5 separate regions of the Mus musculus genome follow, and all the other regions are linked to region 5. Evidence: chromatin contacts called from public Hi-C, HiCAR-type and promoter capture Hi-C data. All regions are on one chromosome and are shown on one strand. The core of a region is the stretch at or near the end of the contact, and the rest is flanking DNA. Distances in the headings are between cores, read along the strand shown. Region 1 holds the start of Bmpr1b (bone morphogenetic protein receptor, type 1B). Region 2 holds the start of Unc5c (unc-5 netrin receptor C). Region 3 overlaps Bmpr1b (bone morphogenetic protein receptor, type 1B). Region 4 holds the start of Ppp3ca (protein phosphatase 3, catalytic subunit, alpha isoform). Region 5 holds the start of Stpg2 (sperm tail PG rich repeat containing 2).

Evidence for each region. Promoter capture Hi-C pulls out the DNA fragments that hold promoters and counts their contacts. A called contact is a pair of places that touch in the nucleus more often than the background predicts. HiCAR-type assays count read pairs that join an accessible place to other places.
Region 1: a contact with region 5 is called in a HiCAR-type map of astrocytes, with 7 times the contacts expected there. The contact joins the promoter of Bmpr1b here to the promoter of Stpg2 in region 5. A contact is called at or near these places in 2 of 39 promoter capture datasets (hippocampal neurons and liver) and 1 of 115 datasets of contacts at active chromatin or transcription factors (astrocytes).
Region 2: a contact with region 5 is called in a promoter capture Hi-C map of embryonic stem cells, with 10 times the contacts expected there. The contact joins the promoter of Unc5c here to the promoter of Stpg2 in region 5. A contact is called at or near these places in 4 of 39 promoter capture datasets (embryonic stem cells, hippocampal neurons, second pharyngeal arch cranial neural crest and 1 more) and 2 of 115 datasets of contacts at active chromatin or transcription factors (astrocytes and stem cell-derived neural progenitor cells).
Region 3: a promoter capture Hi-C map of embryonic stem cells shows a contact between it and region 5, with 7 times the contacts expected there. The contact joins the enhancer-like site here to the promoter of Stpg2 in region 5. A contact is called at or near these places in 10 of 39 promoter capture datasets (the 3T3-L1 cell line, 3T3-L1-derived adipocytes, the C10 cell line and 7 more), 1 of 484 Hi-C or Micro-C datasets (cortical neurons) and 1 of 115 datasets of contacts at active chromatin or transcription factors (embryonic forebrain).
Region 4: a contact with region 5 is called in a Hi-C map of rod photoreceptor, with 5 times the contacts expected there. The contact joins the promoter of Ppp3ca here to the promoter of Stpg2 in region 5. A contact is called at or near these places in 1 of 39 promoter capture datasets (pre-B cells) and 2 of 484 Hi-C or Micro-C datasets (CD4 T cells and rod photoreceptor).

What each region holds. Positions count from the first base shown.
Region 1 is chr3:142,167,947-142,170,763 of GRCm38.p6, forward strand. It overlaps Bmpr1b (bone morphogenetic protein receptor, type 1B), which reads right to left and starts at 1,479. Exons shown (of 12, transcript NM_001277217.2): 1 at 1,199-1,479.
Region 2 is chr3:141,463,893-141,466,896 of GRCm38.p6, forward strand. It overlaps Unc5c (unc-5 netrin receptor C), which reads left to right and starts at 1,672. Exons shown (of 16, transcript NM_009472.4): 1 at 1,672-1,945. The coding sequence starts at 1,822.
Region 3 is chr3:141,847,763-141,850,979 of GRCm38.p6, forward strand. The region is part of intron 9 of Bmpr1b (bone morphogenetic protein receptor, type 1B); the gene reads right to left. Among named protein-coding and RNA genes, the nearest start is that of Gm15689, 170 kb to the left of the region's middle. Within about 2 kb of position 1,484, at least 8 of the 459 cell types and tissues checked have an H3K27ac peak or open chromatin away from gene starts, as enhancers often do. A contact at or near this core is called in embryonic stem cells, where this site is marked.
Region 4 is chr3:136,668,716-136,671,704 of GRCm38.p6, forward strand. It overlaps Ppp3ca (protein phosphatase 3, catalytic subunit, alpha isoform), which reads left to right and starts at 1,351. Exons shown (of 14, transcript NM_008913.5): 1 at 1,351-2,186. The coding sequence starts at 2,129.
Region 5 is chr3:139,204,052-139,207,266 of GRCm38.p6, forward strand. It overlaps Stpg2 (sperm tail PG rich repeat containing 2), which reads left to right and starts at 1,842. Exons shown (of 14, transcript NM_198659.2): 1 at 1,842-1,956. The coding sequence starts at 1,848.

The sequences.
Region 1 (2,817 bases), core at 229-2,728, 3.0 Mb after region 5:
AGCGCGCACGTAATTTTTTTTTTTTTTGCCACACAATGATCCAAGTGTGTCACAGCTAACATATTTCACTAACATGTAATATCCTCGACAACATCCTCGTAATGAGAATGCTCCAAAGAAATTATTGATCCCTGGAATGTCTCATATTTTTTAAATTACTGACAAATCCTTTCCTATTTTCTTTGCAGTTAGACATAATTCTCCTTGATCGGCAGAATGTAAAGAGGTATAAAAGTACAAAGTTGAAATCACTTTTTCTTAAAACATAAGTGCCCCGTTGACATAGACCATTTCTCTTAACTTCCCTCAAAACAATAATTAGAGAAGTTGTGACCAAGAGCCCCAAAAATATGCATATGAAAAGCAAAGACTTAGTCTCAGTGAGGACAGCAAGAGGCTCTCACACCGAGGGCTTTTTCATATTATTTTTCAAATGTTCTTCAGCTGAACTCCATCGTGAGGACTCATGGAGCCTTTTGTTTTTCCAGAATCCAGGAGCCTTCTCTCAGGTGGTTCCGCTTCACTGCGGATATGTCTGGGACCTTCTGTTACTCAGCTGCCTTCTTCTGTTCTGTTTCACTGGCACCTTTGTGGCCCCTCACAGTAACTGACCTCACCTTGGGGGAAGGTGACTAAGAAAAGAGCAGTCCCTAATAACTCAAAGAAGCCACAAGGTCCCCATTCAGAACACAGAGCACTCAGCCTCCTTGGAGAGGCTCAGAGAAACTAGATACCTGCCGCCCTGCACAACTTCCGGAGGGTCTTTCTCCAATGTCAGAAAAACCTCACCCTGCAGAGAACCGATGGGAATAGTGTAGAGGGACAGGAGGAAAGGACAAGAGGTGGGGAAAGTCAGCTACTAAGTATGGGATCACGTTGGAAAGACTCGGAAGAGGAGAGGGCTGAGAGGATGGAGTGACTAAGGGGCAGGGGAGAGCGCGAGAGGACCGAAGAGTGTGGTTGTCCCATGAGCGCCTTGGCTCTCCCAGCGGGTCCGAGGAGCAGGCGAGGCAGGTGGCTGGTCCCGAGCTCGGTGCCCCTTGGCGTCCCCCCAAGCGCTCGTGGCCCGGGAGCGCCCCGCTGTCCGGGTGTCCCGCTCCCCGAGGAGCACGTGTCCCACCCCGATCGCCGCACAAAGCGCGGGCTACCCTGGAGACCCCCGATCCGAACTCCCAGGCCCCTTCCCAGCGCCCCTTACCCGCCGCCGCTTCCCAGGTCCCGGGTCCTCCGCGCCCTCACTACGAGCACCACGCCGGCAACTTCTGCCGCCGCCGCTGCCTCTGCCGCCGCCGCCGTAGCTCCTGTCCCTCCTCCCGCTCCGCCGCCGCTGGAATTTTTCTCACTCGCCCTCTCCAGCTCCCACTAGTGACTGCAGACTGCGAGCCAAGCACTTAGCGCAGGGATTACGCGGCCCGGCGCCTGGAGCGGTCCCAGCCACCTCCAGAGCCGTCCTCAGAGCATCCCTGGCGCTGCAGCCGGACAAACGTCCCTGGCTGGTCCAAAAGCCTTGCCACACGCCCCCTTCAGCTTCCAGAAACAAAAGCGCGAGGAGGCAGCGCGGAATGGTGCGAGCTGGGACCGACTCCAAATGGCAGAGCGCGGTGAACTTCAACTTCTCCGGGGCCAGCGACACTTTGGAGAAGTTATGGAAACGTTGGTCACACACCTCATAAAAAAGGGGAGGGGAGTGCACATCAAATTAGATCCACAGTCTCGGGTGAGGGGTTAGAAATCTTGAGGCATGGAGTGAGGCTTCCTAGGAAAATGAAATTTTTCCTTAATACAGATATTTTGAAATTGTAAACAATGAAAGGCAACGCAAAAAATTCCACTTGTGTTCGATGAAATTTTACAGTTTGGCTTGAGAAAGCATTTGACATCTTTACTCTGTGGTCTCCTGGCTAAGTCTGTAAGTGTTTCGACTCTTGGAGAAATGAATATAAAGTAAGGTGATTCGGCTTCTCCGGAGATTTGGGGAGCATAGCTAACCTCTTTCAACTCAGCCATTTTGCCAACTGTTTCCCAGGGCGGTATCTCATGAATTCCAAATATCTTTTCTTCCTAATGCCTGATGCCCAGTTTCCACCATAATTCATTTCCTCACTTTTTTTTAAATTCCAAGCATGTTGAGCAGCCCCGTTTGTCCTCGTTAGAAGTGTGACTTAAGTTTTATTTTGTGCCACTCGGAAGTGAATTTCTTATGAGTTTCTCATTATGATCTATTTCATTCCTACCATTTTATTTCATCCCCTTTCTTCTGAAATTGTTCCAGCTGAATCAGACGTTAAATAAAATATTTTCACCTGTAAATATAAGAGACCTACAGGTCCCTCTTAGGAGCAAGTGGGGTCCCTGGTGTTTATTAATGAGTTGGTAAATGGTGGGTATATTTATCCTGAAATGACAGTGTCGCCAAGGGAGTCTGCCTGCCCCATCGTGTATCCATGTTATAGTCCCTGAAGCCAGACTGTAAGACGTTGTCTAGAAGTTTTCTAAGTAGGTAAATTGCTTGTTGGTGTCTCTTTATTGGGCCCTTGCTGACCCCAGGTGTCAGGACTTAGAGCTGAAAGAACTGCAAAGGTGGAATCCAACCTGTTGCCTTCACTCTGTGAGTCAGAGATAACCCCACCCCCTCCCCTTCTGCATCGTCTTTCTCTTCTTTCCTAACTATAAGTATGTGACCAGTGAACTTGCCTTCTATCTGTCCCCCAATCAGACTTTCTGTCATTTTCGTCTCCTGACATTAGTTTTAAATAGGAAAGAAACTTGAATAGATCTACCCCTGTGATGTAGGAATTACTAATAACATTTACTAGA
Region 2 (3,004 bases), core at 422-2,921, 2.3 Mb after region 5:
CCAAGAGTGACCTTCCCAAGTCTATGAAATCCATCCAAGGCATACATAACGGGTAGAGGTTTCAATGGTGCTTGGCAGGCAGAATCACAAGGCATTAGAATTAGAATATTTCGAAGAGAGGTAAAAAAAAAAAAAAAGAATCATGACATGCAAAAGTTACCTGACCTGCTCACCCGGACAGTTCTGACCACAGCTCAAATTAGACTTGAAATCAGCCATTTTCTCCACCCGCCCCACACTTTCTAAACTCTTCTGTGTATTTACATATGGCTCCTTTTGCACTTGAAACTGAACCTTTACGTGATAAAATTATTCATTTTAAATGCACAAACATCGGGGATTTTTCACACTATCTTGTGGAGCTTAGCTGGTGTGTTCAGACATTCGCCTTCCTTTTGTCTAGGCTGGGCTTGTTTTACCCACTCCTCCTCACACTCCTCCTTCATCCTTTTATCACGAATTCACAACCTAACTACTCCCCAAAATGTCTTTCTGTACTGAAGCAGATTTAGTCCTCTCTCCTCGCTCTTAAGAATTTGGAGACTAAGTTATAGGTTCCAACATCAAGTTGAGCATCTGCAAATTTTGTTCTTTTTTTTTTTTTTTTGGGGGGGGGGGGGTTCTCTTGGTTTTGCCGCGGCACTCTTTAAATGTTCAATCTCAGCAGCCACCAAGATGAACAAGCAAAAAAAAAAAAAAAAAAAAATCAGTACCGAGGGAGTTTCCATTGATTTCCAGTTTTTGTTCCACCACAAATAGGTCACCGGCTCGCAGAGCATAAAACAGCCTGACTGGCGCTGACAACCCAAAGATAGTGGGCTGAGCCACTACAAATGCTTCTTGCCTTCTTTCCCATCTATGCGAACAAGTTCCAGCCCGCCTCCGGCTCAATCAAGCGCAACTCCCTAAATCCTAGAGCGAGAGCAGTCCTGGGGCATCTGGCTTAGGCTTGGCCGGCTCAGGGACACTGCCAGGCGGTGGGCTGAGCTCCGCTGGACACCGCCAAGTGGCCTGAGGCGTGCCCGCAGCGCTTGCGGAGCAGGAGTCTGGCGCCAGGCGGGGAGACTGTGCTGCCCCTGGCCGCAGTTGCCTCTGCCCCCAGGTGTCCCTTGTCAGCGCCGGAGCGAGTGAGCAAGTGAGCAAGTGAACCCAGTGGACTCCACCTTCCGCGCGAGGCGTGGATTTCGCTCCATCCTCGCTTACATAAGGCGGGCGAGCGCGCTCCCGCCGCCGCTTCCCCCCGCGCGGAGTGGGGCCGCGCCCTCCACGCCTCCTCTGCGAGCGCCACCCAGGACCCCCGCTCGCCCCACTCCTGGAGGCGACAGTCGCTGGACCGTCGGCGGGCGGGCGGCAGCCCGGGAGTCTCTCCGGCACAGAAGCGCAAGGATCAGAGCGGGGAGCGCCTCGCTGGCTCGCCACTCCTCCCGCTCTTGCCACCTCCCCATCCCCGGCGCCTGTGCGATCCGAGCGGGCGCGGGGACCCGAGAGCAGCGCCCGCTCGGCTGGCGGCGGAGCTGCGGGAGCTGTGGTGGTGGCCGCGCTACACCTCCCAGCACTTCCCGAGTGGGGGCAGAGCATTAGCAGCCGGGAGACGTCAGTGGCTAGGCGCAGTGGACGAGGGACCTTCAAACTCCTCCTCGGAGGCTCCTCTCCACCCCCTTTGGCCCCTGCCCTTGGAGAAAGTGGAGTGTGGCGCTCAGGCTGCTGTTATTTCTCAGGACTGCCTGGCGGTGGCCGGATCCAGCCTCCTGCCTGGCTGGGCTTTCGGCTGTTTGCGCGTCTCCTGGTGGCGTTTCCCTTCCCCGTACACCTCTGCCGACGATGAGGAAAGGTCTGAGGGCGACAGCGGCCCGCTGCGGACTGGGACTAGGATACTTGCTGCAGATGCTTGTGTTACCTGCCCTGGCCCTGCTAAGCGCCAGTGGCACCGGCTCCGCCGCTCAAGGTAAGAGGGTCTTCAGGGCGCGGCAGTCACCTCCCTTTGCTTCTGTCTTCCCTCTCTTCTACCTCTATTTGTCCCCGGCGCTCCTTGATTCCTCACCTGCCTAGTTGCCCCCAATGGAAACCACTTTAAATCCCACTTTCCCAACTAGTTAAGAAACCAGATTTTCAGTCTTAGCTCTGGATCTGGGTAAGGATGGACCCGGGGTGTGTTAAGTGTAGCTGCTGTCTCGGTGCCTGTGGGATCCTGGAGTGTCTTTTGCACTTTCAGACCCACAGACGCACGGTTTTGAATATTGTGTAGCCGGGGGTTTCCAGAGGCACTGATAGTGGCGTTGTGGTATGTGCCCCAATATGTGTAGTGTGCCGAGGCTTCTCGCTGTGCGCGATGGCTGCGCTTGCAGGGTTTTCTTCCACCTCCGCTAAGGAAATATGTCCATTACCGCCAAGGACCCATAGGCGCTGGTGCCCCTAGACTGCTGATGGGGCGCTATGGAGATGCTCAATTCGCCCAGAAAGGACAGGCTCCGGGTGTGCCTGCTTCTCCACTCACAACCTCTTCGTGTCCCGCTCCGGACAGGCGATCCTTGAAAAACTTCAAAACCACAGCTCTAGTGGGTGACTCTAGCTGTTCGAACCAAATCTGCAACTCTCTGGGGGAAAGGACGCTGCTAACCAGTTTATAACTGACATTTTAATGCGTGTAAGCCTCGAAGTGTGTGGCACTCTGAGCAAAGCCGGAGTAGGAGGACAGTGGTCCAGAGTTGGGAATGTCTTGTACGGGTAGAGGGAAGACACCTAGACTGAGGTTCATCTTGGAGGCTTCTTTCTTGTTCATTGAGTTTTAGAGGGAGGTGCAGCTCCCAGACTTATTCAAACCAGTTCCCACCCAGATCCTTCTTTGCCATTTTAAAGATTTATTTATTTATTTATTTATTTATTTATTTATTTATTTATTGTCTATAGCCAGAAGGCAACACAGCTTTGCCTGGAGAGAGAGGCAACAATTCAGAACCAGCTCAGAGACCTTCCCTTTTCTACACACACACACACACACACACAC
Region 3 (3,217 bases), core at 234-2,733, 2.6 Mb after region 5:
AATTAAATTGAATATGGGTATACAAGAATAAAGGAAGAAAGTGGATTCGGAAGTTGTCGGGCTTATAAGAGGGTAGAGAGAGGTTCACGGAAGAAAGTCAACGAGAAAGAAAGGAGCAGAGGGGGTGAGGGTCTTCAGCCTATTCCAGCCTCCTCCTCTATGCAGGAGTGCAAAACAATGAGAGTCAAAGTTGGCACACAAAAAAATGTATACTATGAAACATGCACAGAGAAGGAGAGAGTAACTCCAACCCCACAGAGCCTATGCAGATGCTGTAAGGGCCACACAAGTGAATTACCAAATCATAAAAAGCAATAAAATAGGGGAAGCGAAAAAGATTATATTCCACATCTTATTTCTGTTGAAAAGACTAAAGAAAAGGAGGAAAGCTGTTATCATCTGTTAATATTCAACTGTAACACAACTGTCCTTTGAAATGCCTTATGAGTATATAATAGATCATAAATAAAATATATATAAATATACGTTACTATATATACACAAGTATACTTAATATAACCTGACAGGATCAATGACTGGAAAGTATATATTTCAAGGACTGAGGAAAGCTACAGGCATAAGACCATGAAATTAAAAAGTCATTTACAAACTATATAAAATTAGCAAGAACTCAAAATATTCTGTCATATATGTGGGTGCTGCTTTGAATATCAAGGAAATATGAGCTCTTTATCTTTCCCATAGACAATTCGGGGATGTTGTCTTTACTTTTCCTGTGGAAAAGAGTCAGGATTAATAATCAGAGCCTGGTGGCAGAGGTGGAGGCTCTAGAGAATTACAGGAACAGATTGTCTCCTTCAATTATAATTTCATAATTAATATTCCCACGAGACCTAACCACGCTTTTGTTCTTCTTAGTCTGTGTACCAAGGGGTTACAAACTTAAGTAGAATTAGAAAACACGTGTAATTTGAAGATTAATAATGCCAGTGCTAAAATCACAGATCTCATCTTAAAGGGAACAGGGAGTAGTTTATTCTGGAACTATTTTGAGGAAACAAAGACTTAATCTAATCCCAAATTTCATGTTCCGATGTACAAGTGGTTTCATAAAAGTGTTATAGTATTTGTAGAACAAAGAAAGGCATAAATACAGGCAAGTTTAAAATCCATTGGCAAGTATGTCCAAGAGGGAGTTACAGACAGCAAGATGGGGGGAGCTTTCCTATAGGTGTGTGAGAAAGGTAAAGAGGGTATACCAGAGAGGAAACAGGCTCCTGAGAACCCTGACAGGCTGGGGCAGACAAGAATGCAGAGGGTAAAGGCTCATCTTGTTAATAGGAAAAGGAGCTATATGCTAGGTGGACACCTTGGAAAGGCCAGAGATCCAGAAAACCCCAGAGGCCAACACAGGGACCCACAGGGAGATTTAATTTAAATACAGAGTCAAGGCTATGCTTGCTAGTAACTCTTCAAGGTGTGGTTCTCACCAACTACTGACTCATCCTGGGTCTGGGCTACTTGCTGACAAAGAGTTAAAATCTTTGGCTTCACTTTGTGCAGGCCAAATTCTCCTCTGGCCATGGCCATTCTCTCTACCCAGCATGAGATTCCCAGAGAAATCCCCATTTCTTTGGAGTCCATTGTTTCAATATTCTGATAGGTTTAGAGATGCAAATTTCTCAGAGCTTCCCCTTGAGATGGATCCCAAGAAATCTGTGTTTCTAAGACCCCCAAGAATCTCTTAGCACTGAGCCACCAACCAGGCAGCAGACACTAGCTGGTCTGAGGCCCCAGACACACACACTGCAGAGGACCGCCTCTCTCACTGGTCTGGCCTCAGTGAGAGAAAATGCACCTAACCCTGGAGAGACTTGAGGCCCCAGGGAAAGGGGAGGCCTTGCAGGGTAGGGTAGGGTGGGATGGGGTGCATCCTCATGGAGACAGTGAAGGAGAAATGGGATGAGGAACTGCCAGAGGGTAGACTGGGATAATGACTGGACTGTAAAAAAAGATTAAAGATAATTTAAAAAATAAAAATAGAAACACAAATTTCTTTTAGGAAGAGCTTCGTTTCTGCCAGCCATTTTACAATTTCTCACTTACTGTTTTAATACTTCTGATGGGATATATAATGCCTCCATGTATTTGAACTTCAAACTGCATACCAAGCTTGTATCTCTGACCTGTCACTAGCTAGCAGAAAGAAAAAAAGAATCAGAGATTCAGAGGGATGGGTGGCAAAGGGCTTCCTAACTGTCTGAGATCAAGTGATTTTTCTAGCCCAGCCCAGGACGATGTAGAGTAAGTATGAATTCTCCTGGCTACTGCTTCTAGTAGGAAGGAAGTCAAGGGGGAATAGCTTGATTTAATGTGTGTGCATGACAGGGACACAGAGAAGAAAGGCAATGATAGATAGGAGCAGTGCAGTGAGGCTGCCCTATCCCCCAAAGGTGCCAGGCAGGACTGTGCCAAGCGGGGAGCAAGGGAACTACGCATTGAAGTGCAAATTTCTGACTTCTTTGGAGACTCATGTTTTTTTCTGAAAACTGTCTTATGAGAGGACGCTTTTTATGAAGTAGACACGTGGGAGGATGATTTGTGGAGAAGAGACATGTGGTGTTTTCCTGGAAGCAGCCTGGAAAAAATGGCATGTGATGCCTTGCTAGAGTAGATGCTTGAGAGAACACGTGACGTTTGAAAAGGGTATAGATATAACCCAACAGACAGTGGACGACATGTGTGGTATTGCTTTGCCTTGACACTCTTTGCTGGTCATCATTTGTCATGACTTTATAGAGAGAAGCACACTAAAGGATTTCTGGTGGTGTCCCAGGGGCTTCTTGCAACTTCCGTGGACTCCGGTGGATTGGCAGAGCCTCCTGTTTCTTCTGAATGGAATGCTTGGTGCTCATTCATAAATGGTGTTTTTGAGTGGATCAAGGTAGCACTGCCGATTCACGTGAACTGGATTACTAATATCCTGACAGCACAAATTGGACTTGCTCCAAAGACATATTTCTAAGCAGGTCCGCACCGTCCTTTGCCCTATTAACCTTTCCTTTCCATTACCTCTGGTGGGTGGTGGGTTAGAAGAGAGATTAAAGTATTTAAGTACACTTATTAAAGTAGGATTTGAAAAATAGAAGCCTACAATTCACACAGCTGGGAAATGCATGTTTCCACCAGCTTCATTCACAACACTGTCACATGGGGAAAATAAAGTTTGAATTCTTACCTGGCCTCATTCTCTCAG
Region 4 (2,989 bases), core at 101-2,600, 2.5 Mb before region 5:
TCTCCTGGCTCCATCTCCTAGCTTCCTAAACTCCCCCCCCCGCCCCCTCCCAAGACAGTCCTGGCTGTCCTGGGACTCAGTCTGTAGACCAGACTGGCCTGGAACTTACAGAGCTCCTCCTGCCTCTGCCTCCCAGATGCTGGGACTAATGGAGTGTGCCTCCAGCAGCTTCCCACACCTTTTTGTAGGCCCTTTATTAAGCTTACAGTCCAATTCAGGAAATACGAAAACCCTGATACTGAAGGAATTTGAAAATAAAACAGGAAGGACAAGGGTGAGAAATTTATTCAGCTCTCTTCATAATTTCCTTGCTGGTCCTTGGGGTTGTGGTAGGCCAGGGGGAGGGCTGTGCCCAGAAGATATTTTGTTTGTTTGTTTGTTTGTTTTTTCGAGGCAGGGTTTCTCGGTATAGCTCTAGCTGTCCTGGAACTCAGGAGGCAGAAGATATTTTGAAGAGCATTTCATACACGGTCCCTTATTTTCCTTCTTATGAGGGACTTGTGAGAAACTGCAACAAGCCAAGGCCCTACATGCATCTTGATCACTGAGTGACTGACTGGAAGGAACAGGAAGAAATTTAGTGTCACCTATCGCCACCAGTGACTGCTAGCTCCTGTGAACAGGGAAAAGGCGACCTCTCCCGAGTCTTTCTGACTCCTCTTATCTCCTAGGGCATCCAGGGTCACTGAGCACAGCCAGGGTCGCATAGGCTCCAGTCTGTTCCCATCCACCTTGGATAGCTAGCCAGCCAGCCACCGCGTCCCGCAGCGCCCCAAACACACTTTCGTTTCTTCCCGTGAAGTTGTGCACGCGTCCTAACCACCCCACCATCAGTAATCCCCGTCCACCTAGCTCAGGCAGAGCTGCCTCCCCAAGGTAAGCTGTTTACTCGTCGCCTTCCTTGGCGATCCTCCCTGGACAGCTGCGGCAGCGACAGCAGCTGCGCCGCGGCCGGGAGCGTCCGGCGCTCCTCCTTCCTCGGTCTCCGAACTCACTACTGCGGGCCACTCACACACTCGGAGCGGCCGAGACCCACCCGGGAGTGTGTGCAGGACTTCGGGAGTGGGCAGGCGCGGGGGCACGCAGCAGCCCAGCTCCTCCCGGCCCCTACTCCCAGTCCAGCCTCCCTCCTCCCTGCCCACTCCAGTGACACTTGAGCGGTCACAGGGCGGTGGAGGCAGCAGGCCCACGGGACTGACTGGCACCCTGAAGAAAACAGAGCAGGGGGCGGGGCGGTCACCCAGACCACCGCCTTAGCGATGAGGGACGCGCTCTCCAGCCAATGAGCTTGCGAGGTGCAACGTGGGGCGGGCCCTAAGGCGGACCCCGAGGAGGAGGTGGCCAGGGCGCTGGAGGCGGGGGCGGTGAGGAGGAAGGGGAGGAGGCGGAGGCGGGCGCGGTGGTGGCGGCGGCCGGCGCGGCGGCGGAGGCGAGGTTGTGCCCCGGACTGTGTCCACCGAGCTCAGCGGCTGTTGCCTGTGCGTGGAGAAGCAGCGGCGCCGCGAGGCAGAGGAGGATCGCGGACGAGCGCGGCGGCGGGACGTCTACGGCTGCCGCGGCCCCGGCGGCGCCCGGCGACAATCGGCGTGGGGAAGCAGCGGCGGCCGCAGCGGCAGCCGCCTCTCCAGCACCGGGAAGCCGAGGCGCGGCTGGCGGCGCTGACATCCGCGGCCCTGCCTCTCCTCCCTCGCCCCCGGCCCTCCCCATGTGATCGGTCTTAATCCCGACCGTGTGCGCGCGTGGGGGCTCCATTGCGCGGCGCCCGGTGTCGGTGCCGGGGTGGGTGCTCGCGTGTGCTTCTCCTCCCCATCCCCCGCCCCGTCCCCAAGAATAAAAGAAGAACCGGGAGGCGTGCTCAGAAAATAAATAAATAACCAGCACACACGCGCAGCCCGGAGCGAGGCGGCGGGGCTGGCGGCGGCGGAGGAGGAGTGAAGGCGGCGGCGGCGGAGGAGGGACGCGCGGAGCCGGCAGTAACTTTCGAGCCAGCCCAGAGCCCAGAGCTCCAGCCGAGCGGTTTGCAGCGCGGCGGCGGCGGCGCTGAGTGTCTGGCCCGCCGGTGCGGTCGGGGTGTGCAGTCGGACGGGACGAGCAGCGCGTCGCTGTCCCCCCCTCCCGGTGGCTGGAGATGTCCGAGCCCAAGGCGATTGATCCCAAGTTGTCGACGACCGACAGGGTGGTGAAAGGTAAGCGCAGCGCCGCGTCGGCCCGGGGTGCACCGAGTGCCGCAGGCGACTGTCCTCCCCTCCCCCGCCCCGGTCGTCCCTCTCCGGCTAGCGCCGGGGACCTTCTAGGATCTCCTGCAAGAGGCGATCCCTTCCTTCGCCGCGCCCTGCCCCCACACCGCCCACCCGGCCCTAATCGGGGCATTTATTTTTATTTATGTATTTATTTGTTTGTTTTCGTGGACGGGGGGCAGCAGTTGGCAAATGGCTGAGTGGCTGGGAGGCGGTGGCGGGGGTGGCGGTGGCGGGAGGGGGCGCCCGGGGGGGGGGGTGACTGCTGGCAGGGTGTAGCTGCTGTGACAGAAATAGGAAGTGGGTGGCTGCTCGCGGGCTTGCATGGGATCGGGTTTATGGTTTGCTCTTTGTAGAGGGAGGGGAGGTGATTTATGGCTTTTAAAAAATTAATAGGGCATTTTAATGTGGCCATGGCTTGCCGCGGACTGGCTCGCCCCGGCACATTGCTCCAGGCGCTCCATTGCAGCAGTTCCCTGGGCGCCCCCTCCCCCTCCGCGGGAAGGGCCTGCACAGGACTCGCGAGAGAGCGGGAGAGCGTGGGGGGAGCCCAGCTCCGGCTGCCGCGCGCCGCGGGGGCGGGGGGACCGGGGCCGCGTGGGGGCAGCTCCAGGCGGGGGACGACCGGAGCCCCCGCTGCCGCCCCGGGATTTCCCCGCAGGCCTGGAGCGACGCGAGCGGTGGCGATCCTCTGTCGACCTCCCTTGCCACCCACGGCTGACTGCCGCCGACCTGTCATTGCTCTTAAAGGG
Region 5 (3,215 bases), core at 592-3,091:
TTTCCTTTTTTGAGACAGGGATTCTCTGTGTAGTCCTTGCTGTCCTGGAACTCACTTGGTAGACTGGGATGGCCTGGTACTCACAGAGATCTGTTGCCTCTGCCTTCTGGGTGCTAGGATTAAAGGCATGTGTCACCACTTCCCAGCTACTTATGAGTTTTATAAGAATGTAGGAAGCATTAAGGTTAACAAGAAAGTTAAACACTTCATTACAAATAAGTTTCCCAAGTGCTTGTGATATTCTCTTGCCATTCTGTATACCTTGCTTGCCCCTTCTTGGGCTATTCATGACCTACCCAGGGACAGGGGCTTTAGTTTTATTTGTATCCAGGTTAACTTAGAAGAGTAAGAGAACTATATACATTTGCCAATAAGTTCTTTTCAAGTAAGTAATGATCCAGCTGTTTAGTAGAAGACATCAAAAGATTCTTAGGAACCACACACACATACTTTTTGAGTATTCTAACAGAGATGCCACAATTAATTCAGAACTAAGTAGCAAACTAAGAATCACAAAATTTAAATATATTTAAGTTTGTATTGGGGACTGAGGCACTCTAGCTCTTTTGTGGGTAAGGCAGGGCCATGGAAGGATTGCCTAAGCCAGTGGTTCTTTACCTGTGGGTCACAACCCCACTGGCAAACTTCTACCTCCAAAAATACTTACATTGTGCTTCCTAACAGTACCAAAGTTATAAAGTAGCAATGAAAATGATTTTATGGTATGGGGCCACTACAAGTTGAGAAACCGTATTAAAGGGTTGCAGCATTCAGAAGGTTGAGAACCACTGGCCTAAGCCTTTAAGGATGTTTAGAAGCTGTGTGGATTTCTTAATGAAAAAAACCAACCAAACACATAGATGGATTCTGATACTCTCCAGCGCCTGTTGCTGAAGATTCAGTGGATCGATGAGGGTGGCTTGGGCTTTTTCGATGCCTTCACCTTACTTTGTAGACAATGTTGCCATTTATCCGTGTCCAACACCAGAAGCAGTTTTTAGCCCTTGCCCTTGACTTGCTTCAGTAGGCAAGCTTTCCCCTTTTCAGATGTTGCCATTTCTTGTCACCCCCCCACCCCCGCCCCCAACCCTCTGCGTTCCCAGCTTTCCTTTAGAAATCTTGATGGCCTGCAGGTCAGATTCAGTAGTGACTTTATTCAGAGGATGCCTTTTTGACAGGAGTGAAGGGGGACTTTGCTGATCCCAAACCCTGTTTTGGGGTCCCGAGCTTTTCTATTCCACCTGTCCCCGCCTCGCTGCCCCGCCCCCCGGGTCTTTCCAGTCACCCTGATTTACAGGGAAGGCAAATCAAAATCAAATTAATTCGCCTCCTTCTAGTGCGTTTCTAGGGCTTTTCTGCGCAGCGAAGGTATTCTGGGACAGGAAGCAGGTGAGTTGAGGCGGAGCTGAGGTGGAGCTGAGGTGCAGCACCGCCCTGCCTAGCGCAGGGAGCTTCGTCAGACTCTACAAGACATCTCCGAGCTCTGAGCGCTCGACCGGAAATGCTCCGAGGCCGGTGCCGGAAGTGCACCTACAGGCCCGAGTCCTTCCGGCCTCTGCCCTTCCAAGGTTTCCGGGAGGCGGGGAGTGGGCGGAGCCAGAGCCGGAAGTTCAGGCGGCTAAGCCCGGTCTCTGGCGTGACCCGTGAGCGCTGAATTGAACGCTGGCGGGCTGGCGGGCGGGTCCTCTGGCTGCTGTCCTCGCCACTTTACCTCTGTGCCGAGGACCCGAGGGAAAGCTGACGCCGCTGAGCCAGTCAGCACGCAGCTCGCACTCTAGTCCCGCGTGTAGGGACGACGCAGGCCGCCTGTCTAGTTTCCGGTCCCGTGGGCCCCGCCCCTCATCACTATGTATGACCGTGCTCCGCGCTGGCTCGACTGTGCCAACCGCGGCAGCACCGAGGAGCACGTGGGGCCTGGGACCTACCAGGTACCTTTTCCTAAGCAGCAGGCCACAGGTAAGATGCTGATGGCCAGCTTGCGGTGACAGACGGCCCGCCTTCAGCCTGCCCTCAGGTTAAACACAAAGTCAAAAAGGACCACTGTTCAGAAATGTAACACGTCGCAGGTAGAGACGATACTAGAACCAGGATTTTGATTCCTTGGCTCTTGACTGTATGACATAACAAGTTTGTGACTGTATGAAACACAATACTTGCTTTTGCACACACTTTAATCAGATTTATTTACCACGATGTAATTGTTTACATTTCTATTCTGTATTATCACTTACAAATTGGATCCCGTCCCCAATCTCCCCCACTCCCCGGAGTGAAGTTATCTGACCATCCCTGGCTTTATACTGAGACCCTCTTTCTACATTCTGTGAAAAGTTATAGCCTTCAGGGGTGGCCTAGGGACTAATAATTGAAGTAGTTAATTGCTTTTCTTCATTTCTCACCCCCCCCCCCCCCCCCAGTTTGTGAATTAGGTCCAACTTTTAATAAATATTTCTAATTCGGTCTCTGCTTTTAAAGTTCTGGTTTTTGTTTTTGTTTGAGTTTAATACCACCCAAATTCTAGTGGTTTCTTTTGTAAACCTGCATTTTTCAGTAGATATAAAATACCTCCTGCCCCCTTAAAGTTCCAGGAGTGAGTACTCTGTTTACATCCCTGCTCCATTATGGTTAGTTTAAGTTTCTCTGGACATGGTAAAATTCTGTTTGCGTTTCAGATCTCAAATTTTACATCTTTTCAGCATCTGTCCTCAGCATTTTTGGTACCTATGCCAAGTACTGTTGAGATGGTATAAGCATGTATTCCCCAGCATCTTGTGTTTACCAGTGACCATCTGTAATGGGCACACCTATGATGCTTTTGCACACCCATAACTTTTTTTTTTGACCTTTATTTTGGTACAGCTGACCACTTTCTTTGTTGCTTTCTGTCTCATTTTTTTTCCTGCTGTTCAGTACCTGACACATGATTCGGTACTGAAGCAAGGAATCATGTTTTATTTTTCTTTTTTTCCCACTAATCATGCACAGCTAAATTTATAAGATACTTAGCTTTACATCTTGTTCTTGTTGCTTTGCTCATTGTACTCTCTTATTCATATCTGTTACTTCAATCACCATTTATATCCAGCCACTCCCAAGTGAAATTCTTTATAGAGATAGAGGTGGTTTATGTCTCTAAGTTTCCCACAGGCTTAAAGTCTGCGTCGTTGTCAGTCACTTTACAGACATCCTTGCATGGCTGGTCTAAGCTTTAGAAC